Regions from separate parts of the Arachis hypogaea genome. Here region 1 is linked to region 2. The links are chromatin contacts, called in public Hi-C maps. All regions are on one chromosome and are shown on one strand. Each heading gives the region's core, a stretch centred on a gene start, on an enhancer-like site or on the middle of the called end of the contact. The rest is flanking DNA. Distances are from core to core; before and after follow the strand shown.

Region 1 (5,170 bases), core at 2,148-4,647, 66 kb after region 2:
AAAACACAGAAATTTGATTACATATCATTTATTTAAATTCAAACGATCACTAATTATATAAAAATAAAGTTTAAAAGTACTCTGAGAGTCTGAGTAGCCAATAATTATGTTAATCATGGTCGAATAAAAGTTCTAAACAATAATAACCTTTTACTGTTGTCACATATATATATATATATATATATATATATATATATATATATATATATATATAAAAGAAATAGAATAAACAAATTAAGGAAACGATGGAAAGTTGCATTGTTCATGAACAATAACTAGCTAATGAGTTAAGAAGCACCAGCTATGCCTACTGTTGAGGAATTCTGCTTTGCACCAATTGAATTTTGTCTCCACATAGGTTAAAGTAGAAGCAGGTTACCATATATAAACGCAACTTAAGTCAAGTCACACAGAAACTTTAAACAAGTTTGATTGAACTTGTACGTATCACCTATATATGGGCCCTGCAGATAGAAGCTAAGGAAGCTATTCTTGTAGTCTTGTAAGCTCTCTCACTTTGGTTTTTGATAGTCCATGTCCACCGTTGAGTTGATCCATATATTGTTAGGAATCTGAAATTATAAAGTTTAATCATTTTATTAGCTTTTATAAATTTATTAAATTTTTAACTAAGTTTTATTATTTTTATCTTTTAGAAAAAGTATAATTATTTTTATGTAGATAATCTATCTAAAATATAATTTATTTTAAATAATTCTAAAATAATCTTATTTTTCTATTAAATGAGATAAAAATAACTCGAATAACTAAAAATATAAAGGATAAATATATGTAAAAGACATTCTAAGCTCAAGTTAATATAAGTGAATTCCATAATAATTATTTTGTCTAGTCGGCCATTGATAAGAATTAAACTATAATAAAGTGATTTGATCATTAAATTCAAAACTAACTTATAACGTTGCATACATTATACAACCATTTGTAATCCGAGTTTAATTATCGGTAAAAAATCTTAGTCAAATTAATTATAATGGACGAATCAATAATAATTCTACAGTATTTTTTTTTTAAAATATTCTACAATTTATCTTAAAATACAAAAATAAATATTCGAATAATTTTTTATAATCTATTATATAAAATAAGAAGAATAAAGCTCTACATTCAAATAAAATACTTAATCAAATCTAACCAAGTTGTTATAACCGCTTTTTAAATTACGTACATTTTTCTTCTCCTTCTCCTTCTTCTCCTTCTCCTTCGCCTTACTAACATTTCAGTTGCTATTTTTTTTCCTTTTTTTTTCTCTTTTTTCTCTTTCGTTATCGTCATCACCACCACCGTCACTATCTTCTCCTCCTCTTCCCTTTTTTCGTTTGATTTCTTCTTTTCATTCATTTTTCTCCTCCTCTTTCTCCATTATCATCATCATCATTATCAGTATATCGTCATCTTTTTTATTGTTATCGTCGTTATTATTATCATTATCATTGGATTTTTGTGATATTAATGACATTGTCTGATTCAAAATTAATTTGGATGTTTCTGTTCATTGTTTAGTCTTGTTTGTGTCCTTGTTTTTTAACTGAGTTTGCGTGTCGCAATCATTAAGTAATTTCGGTGTAAAAATTAAGAAATTTATGTATATTTGTTAAAAAATTTCGGTGTATTTTTATTCTAATAAATTCTGCATAATTCATAACTCAGCATAACGATGAGGGGTCCAACCCTTCATTCTTCAAGGTGAGGGAGAATATTATCTACAATCTGACTAAAAAGCACACAATTTATCCAATTATTCTTACACATTAACTTGCTAATGAGATGTCGCAGTACTAAAGTGTGAATCATTTCATAACTACTTGCGTTAGGCCATAATAAATTACTCTAGGTCTTACAAATGCTTTTTTTTCTTTTTTATCATCATCATTATCTTTTTTTTTATTCATCTTTTTCTTCTTATTTTACCTTCTCAAGTTTTTTCTTGTTTTACTCTCTTAATAAGAATAAAACCAATGAACCTACATTCATTCAACTAAAAGAAAGAAAGAAATAAAAAAAAAAAAAGAAAAAATGCAGCATTAATGAAGATATTTTTGTACTTTTGTAGTAAAATTTTGGTGTAAAAATATAGAAATTTATGTGTATTTGTTAAGAAATTTCTGTGTATTTTTATTCTGATAAATTCTGCATAATTCAAAACTCTTCCTCTTACTCTTCTTCATATTCTGCTGATGCTTCTTCTTCATCATCTTCTTATTATTTCATTTTTTATAATTCTTCTTGTTTCACTCTTTTAAAAAGAATAAAAAAAATCAATGTTACAAAAATTACTAGGAATAAAAGGAAAAAAAATGCAGCAACAAAAGTAGCAATAAAAGAATGATGATAGAAAAAAAAAACACGCGAAGAGTAAGGAAGAATGTAAAAAAGAAGAGGAAAGACCTGAAGAAGAAGAAAGAATGCGAAGTCAAAGAAGAATATGTTTGCGTTAGTGAAGTGCATGTAAATACACGCTACGTGCTACGTGTAATAAAAGTGATTTTTGTAGAATCTAGACTAATTTTGTTAGACTTGATTATCAAAAAAGTTTAAATATATAACAAGACTAAAATAAAAATATAAAAAGAAAATTTTTTTAATATTGAGTTTAGAGAGGTGTAATCCCCTAAAATAACCCATTATGTGTGTTGTACTAAATGGTGGGACGTCGTAATTTTAATTTTTTAAATTTGTTAAAATAACAAAATGACGATGCGTTTTCTATTTTAATAATTTAAAAAATATATAAAAACAAAATGACACCGTCTTTTGTATTTTAATAATTTTAAAAAAATTTAAAATATTTTTTAGATAACGTTTTGTGTCTTCTAAAAAGTTTTTAAAAAAATTCTATAGCAGAATAAAATTTACCGGAAACCAAATAATCTGATGTAACATATATTTTTGACCAATATTAAAAAAAATCAACCTATAAGAGATAGTTTAAATTTTATTTTTTAAAATATCTTTCATCAAATATAATTTATAAAAAAATATTTTGTTAATTTAAAAAATTAGATATGTGATCTCTTGATTTTAGGTAATATATTTTTTCTTAATTAATCTTAAGTAATTAATTATTATTCACATTTAAATTATAAACAACGATTATAATATATACGTTAATACCTATCAATATATATTTGTTCTTAATAAAAAATTAACAAGGGCTTAATTAATTGTTTTCTAATATACAAATTACGAACCCACTCACAAATTTGTGTAAACATTGAAAACTAATTAAAAATTTTAATAAAACTATGAAAAACCAGAATACTTAAGTCTTATTATAGTTATAATTAGTTACTGACTTACTTCACATATTATTGCAGTGACAGTAATCTCTAGCAGTAGGGATAGCACTGCTAGCACCTAAAAGATGGTGTGCCGCAGATCAGAGATGAGTAGAAAATAGAAACACTATTGTTGGGTAAGAGCCACACACCTGTCACGTGTCACATCAAGAGTGGGTTCCACCCTCATAAGTGCAAATGGAGCAAAGATAAACTCGAATATCAACTCAGAACATGGCTCTTGTAAGTTGTAAGTAGTCTTCCTTCACAACAACACAAGGACAAATTAGAATCATGTTTTTCTTTATCTAATCATTTGATTGAATTGATTTTGTTATAGTAAATCAACATATATAGGAAAAATTTTAAACGTACAGAGGAATATGTTGAAATTATTTTAATCGTTGATTTTAATTAATATATATAATATATATATATTTTTTATAATTTAAATTCACGGTTAAAATAATGATCGACATATTTAAAAGTCTTCCTAAATTATATAATCGATTATTAATTATAAGTTTATAACTCGATTTGATTGCTCATGATTAGTTATCATTCGATTTTAATTTTATGTTTATTTTTAATTTATAATTACTTATTATTGTCTTTTAACGATCAAATGATTATAATATTAACGTATGTCATCTATCAATTTAATGTCTATATAAGACATTTTTTATTTCTCAACAAAGAGAATGTTCATCAAAATTTTCAAATTACATCTTATATTTTATATTTTTTATATTTTTATTTTTAACATTCTATATCTATAAAATTATTATTTCTTTTTAAATATTTAGTGAATTGAATATTGAAGTATCTTTGGTAAATGCGTCCCTACTTATTTCTAATTTGATTCTAATCATTATAACCATTAAAAATTTCTCGAAGAAAAACTTTTCAATCAAATTATAACTTGAAGTCGCCACTTCATTCAAATTGTGTGCTTTGTGAAAAAATTGCGGACAATAAATCATATCATCGACTATACGTTAGAAAAATATTACCAACACCAGAATAAAACCCAAATTATATATATATTGTAAAATTGTTTACCTAGTCAAGCTGCAATTACTGCTGCATCCATGGTTGAGTAAATTTTGGTGTTTGGTTCCTTTATAGCAGCATTGAGCCACACATGAAGAAATGTCTTACCGTGATGAATAATGATCATCAGTTAAAGCTAATAATATAAATTAATGAAACGGATAAAGTGTAATTATCTTATGTATATGTAGTCGATCCTTGTTTTAATGAGTTATAGTTCAAATGACATAATCTTCTCATATTCATCTAAAAAGTTGCAGGTTCGAATCTTCCTATTTTTAATAAAAAAAAAATAGTACACTACAAAAAAAATATATTTTTACACGAAAAATGTTAGAAATCTAGAGCTATCAAAAAATAATAAACTGATAATTCTCTAGCATTTTTCTTTGTACATTCATATACATCTAACAAAAAATAATTGAAAACTGAAATAGAAAATTGAAAACTTATTCAATGTCAAAGTTAGATGTTGTTAATGTGAGTATTATATAGCATTGCTAGTTAGCTGATGCATTCAATTCGTACAAATATAACTGAATCCATCCTGCCAGGCACATTGGTACATATATACGCTTTAAACTAAATTTGATTTAGAAGTTATAGTTGGCGTTACCGTTAACGTTACCACGGTACTAATTAATAGGGGGTGGGAAAATTGAGAGACATGGGTGGATTTGGTTTCTTTTAATGAGACATACATGCATTCACTCCCTCATTCAAGACTCATCAACACTTATTGTGGGGGGACCATTATTTTTGTTTGACTATTTCCCCCTATTATTATACTATACTTGCATGCATTGGATTATATTATA
Region 2 (5,032 bases), core at 2,159-4,658:
TGAAATAGGAATTCAAAAGTTGAATAGTTCAAAAAGAACCATATACGTTAAAATAAGTCTCAATTATATGATGGACTTAATTATCCCAAAACGTGTGTTCAACTCTTGGCTTGGGAAATTTCCCGTTGAGTGTGACTAACGGTGCATCATTTGTTTAATTTTAGTTCTTTTTTAAAATAAAATATCTAAATTAATCTTTTTTAAATATATTTGTATAAATTTTATAAAACAATTTGATGATGATAAAAAAAATCAATTTTTATTTTCTTTCTAAGATTAAATAAAACAAATTATAAAGCCAGAGACCTTAATTGTGATTGGTTAAAATAAACTTTTCACACATGAAATATATATATAAGGATAAATGGATAATGTTAATTTGAAGGGAAGAGAGTATAAATATTAAATACAAGAAGTTAATCTTCTTCTTCTTTTTGTTTTCCCCCTACAAAAACACATTTTTTTAATTCAGATATAGAAAGAGAAGTGGTGTAGAACGCAGTTATGGAGTGTGTGGGTATTTTACGCAGTTATGGAGTGTATGGGTATTTTACGCAGTTTAGAGCAAATCGAACCCTCCAGTTTGTGTTTAAAAAATTAAAAAATTTTGCAATACACAAATCGAACCATCCGATTTGTGTTTTAGACAATTAAAAAAATTTTAATATTAAAATTGGACTATCCAATTTTTATTTTCAAAATAAAAAAATTAAAAATACAATCTTCCACACAAATCGGACCATACGATTTATGTTCTTAATTTTTTTAATAAAAAAATCGGACCATTTTTTTCACTTCATAATTAAGAAAAAATTATCCATACAGAATTTACATATCCAAAAAATTGAGCCACAGAAACATTAGTTGTTTTGAAGTTATTACATGAGAATTGAGAAATTAATATTGTCCCAAAAGAAAAGAGTTTCCTCCGGACACACGCCATGATAGCGGGGGACACACAAACAACCACAACTTAAGTTTCCGACAAGACATTGCATGCATGCCAAAAACAATAAATATTCAAAGATGTTAAAAAAAATAAATAAGTGAGAGGAAGTATTATTATTTTATTAGTCTATGTGACACATAGATGATAGATGATACAGAGTTTTACATTCTTTGATATTTGGTACCAAGGGATGTATATGGTTTCGTAAGAGAAGCTCATCAAGTGTTTGATGATGGGATTGGGATCAATGGCCTGTTGTTTCTGTTTATCTTTCGTACAAAGTAAAGAGAAGTGCCATAGAGCATAGCTTAGCTTGGATCGCTTTCTTTGTTTTGGACACCTTCCCATGAACCTTCCAAGAAAACTATGGTGGCCCACTGGCCCACACCCCACTTTCATTTCCTCTCTCTGCCCTTACTCTTTCCTACTATTTATTATTAATCTAACTAAGTATTATATATTTATATACGAAGTGCTAGGGGCACAGTAATTTTTGTGATTTGTACTATTAAATAGTCATCAATGATAATTTTAATAGTGTAAAATTGGTATGAAATTTGATCTAATGGCTCACTTTTCTTTGCTAACTACATACTGATCAAAATTTAATAAAATTACTGCCCTCTAGACTTTTCTTATATTTATTATTTAATTTATTTTTAATATTTGTCCATACTTGCGAAATATAAGTCTAGCCCACATTCTTTCCTGTAGACAAGTTATGTTTGAAAGAAGGTTTCGGGTTAGCAGATTTTATGATTTGTAATTATTAATTAGTTATTATTTTAATGGTATAAAATTGACAAAATTTTAATAAAAGTACTGATTCGCTAGACTTTCTCATATTTAAAATTAGACCACGTAAAGTTGGTCTAATAGTGCTCCATTCAATCTATGCAGCCTAATCCTTATGAATTGGATCGATTTTAAATATGGATCATTGAATTTTGTATCCTTTACTATTACAGTTATCACTCTTCAAGTAATAACTAATTTGAATATGGAATAATTTTTTATTTTGTAAGAAAATAATTACTCATAATTTTCAAAAGTCTTTTTTTAAAAAATGACTAAATTTTATATTACTACTTTATAAATATCCAAATACTTAGGTATTTTTTTGAATTCCAATCTCACAAAAAATTTTTTAAATTCTTATTAACTTAGATATCAAAATCCTTTATAAGTATCTTTTATCATTGTCCAAACAAGGATGTTGGATAAACTACGGTATCGACAAACAAGTCAAAATCTTCACTCAAAAAATTTAGACTTTAATCAACATTAATTTCAGATAACATCTTAAAACAATATTTATTTTATATTTAAATATATATTAAATAATTTATTTAGTAATTAATTTTTTATTTACAAATCACATAATTACTATTAATTATTTACTTTACTAATTACTACCTTCAGTTATGGATAACAAATCACACAAAGCTATTATTAGAAGAAAGTGCGAATATTGAGTCTATATATTATAATATGATAAAATAAATTTAAAAAACTTAGTATGATAAATTAAAGGGTAAAATATATTTTTTGTCCCTGAAGTTTGACAAAAATTTCAAAAATATCCTTAAGTTTTATTTTGTTTCAATTTTGTTCTAGAAGTTTTCGATTTGCATCAAATATACCCTTAGCGGCTAATTTTTCAAAAAATTTAAGACCAATTCAACAATAATTTCATAAGAACAACCCTCAACACAAGCAAATTAAGCATCATTTTCATGCATTATTGTTAGATTGGTCTTAAATTTTTTGAAAATTTAGCCGTCGGGGGTATATTTGATGCAAATCGAAAACTTTTGGGACAAAATTGAAACAAAATAAAACTTAAGAATATTTTTGAAATTTTTGCCAAACTTCAGGAATAAAAAATATACTTTACCCTAAATTAAAAAAACTTACTATTATACTAATATTATCTATAAGATTATGAAATTCTCATGAAAAGACAATTTACACATATCCTTTTAAGATCGAGAAATAATTAATGTTGTATTGCTTTTTATTTTTTTATGATATAAAAGATAAATATTTTACAATATATATATATATATATATATATACAAAAAGAATATATAAAAAAGAATACATCTTTAGATCGATCCCAACTACCTAAATTCCTCCCAAATTGTATATATCATGTATTATTTTTTGCTTGCATTATTTTATATATATGTAGTCACTTCAATTCACTAGCTAATCGAACCGGCTCCTAATACCAACAACAAAAACGTGACATTCTATTTAGATATCAACATCAACCCAATGCACCATGCACATGCTAGTTTCTGCTTCAGGCTTTGTGTCGTGACAAAAGTTTAAAACGCCAATAATCAAACTCGACAACAAATTAAAATTCTTTATTGCTCCTTTCAGTTAGATGGATTTTGCCTCCGATGCTTCGTACAACATGGGTTCGTATTAATTTATTCATTTAAACAACCAACTTATTAGGATTATTATTATTTTTTTTTTTTTTACGACGGTACCTACTAAGCTAGTTGTTGTGGAGTCTATTTACCCTATCAAAATTTCTTTATTTTCTTTAAATATAATCAAACAAAATCTTTGACATTTCCTTCACAAACCGCCTGTTCTCCTCCTTCTTTAGGTAGCGTTTGGTAGAAAGAGACGAAAAGACTGAGACTGAGAGACAGAGACTAAGAGACAGGAATTGAAATAAATCTCAGTGTTCTGTTTGATGCAAAATGGGACACAGGAATTGAAAGAAGAATGAAATTCTAATTTAATTTGCACAAAGGGTAAAATTGGAATTAATTAATTAAAATGAAAGTATTTTAGGTATAAAATGTTTTTAAAGTTTCAGTCTCCATCTCTAAAAATTTTAGTCCCCTGTGTCCCTTCTTTTTGGAGGTACTGAAATACTGAAATTTTAGAGATAGAGACAGAAATTTTAGTACCAGTCTCTGAATTAACAAACACAATACTGAGTCTTAGTCTCTCAATCTCTATCTCAATACCTCAAAACAAACGCTACCTTATCTCCTTTTTTTTTTATGTTTATGATAAATTTTCTCTCAGCTCTATACATATAGAGAGAAAAAAAATTTAACTAAAGGGTGACTTTTTTTTTCCGGTCAATATAAATTCATTAATTTTTTAAAATTATTTTTTAACTGTAAATATCAAATTCTAAATTTTAAATTAAAAATTCTAATCATAAATTTTAAATATAATCCTAAATTATCTAAAAAAATATAATAAAAATTAATTAATATTGACGAATTAAAATTTTATTTCTTATACTTATTTCAAAAAAAAAATTACAGATCAATTTTTTACCAGCAATCTGTCTAGAAATATATTATTCATTTTTTCAATAAAGTAAGAAGAAAATTGAATTGACAATAGACTAATGAATCTAGAATAGAAAGCACATGAAGACTGACTTTGTTGTGCTTAATCAGAGGCCATTATTGAGTAAGAAATGAATAAGGTATAACTGTGCACAGAAAGCTACCATCAAGCTGGTGGCGTTATCTTCAAACTGATCACATCAACAACAAACAAACAAACAAACAAACCCTTCCCTTTGAATTTATCTCATCACCTCTGTCTTTTAGAGGGCGATTTTCAACCCATACCTGCGGCACCTTGTAAAACTATTTATTAGAATGTTATATTTTTTAAACGATAAATGCTAGAAGGTTATAAGAATTTATTATTTTTTTTATTAGTTAGTGATTAATATTTAAAAATATAGGATAAAATATGTTGTTAGATTATTAAACTAAAAAATTAGACTAACCAAATTGGGTTGGTCTAGTAGTTAACTCACTAGTCTGTTTAAGTAAGTGTCGGAGGTTTAAATCTCGCCTTGTACATACAACAATCTATTAGCTAACAACAAACTCTTAAATGGAGTTCATCAATATCGTGACAGATTAATACAAAAAAAAAAAGGAATTAGACTAAAAAAATTAAATTAATAACTAAATAATAGCAAAAAATAATAAATTTTAATGTGCTAGTATTTCTGTATTTAAATTATTTATTCCAATGCCATTTTTTTTTGACATCCTAACATTATTTATTACTTTTTTTTAT

Evidence for each region. Hi-C and Micro-C count contacts between places; a contact is called where the count stands out from the background.
Region 1: a Hi-C map of an unstated tissue shows a contact between it and region 2, with 2.2 times the contacts expected there. The contact joins two enhancer-like sites. A contact is called at or near these places in 2 of 8 Hi-C or Micro-C datasets (leaf and an unstated tissue).

The regions. Positions count from the first base shown.
Region 1 is chr12:9,685,929-9,691,098 of arahy.Tifrunner.gnm2.J5K5, forward strand. No RefSeq gene overlaps it. Among protein-coding and RNA genes, the nearest start is that of LOC112726747, 7.0 kb to the right of the region's middle. Within about 2 kb of position 3,398, at least 2 of the 3 cell types and tissues checked have open chromatin away from gene starts, as enhancers often do.
Region 2 is chr12:9,620,288-9,625,319 of arahy.Tifrunner.gnm2.J5K5, forward strand. No RefSeq gene overlaps it. Among protein-coding and RNA genes, the nearest start is that of LOC112726746, 13 kb to the left of the region's middle. Within about 2 kb of position 3,409, at least 2 of the 3 cell types and tissues checked have open chromatin away from gene starts, as enhancers often do.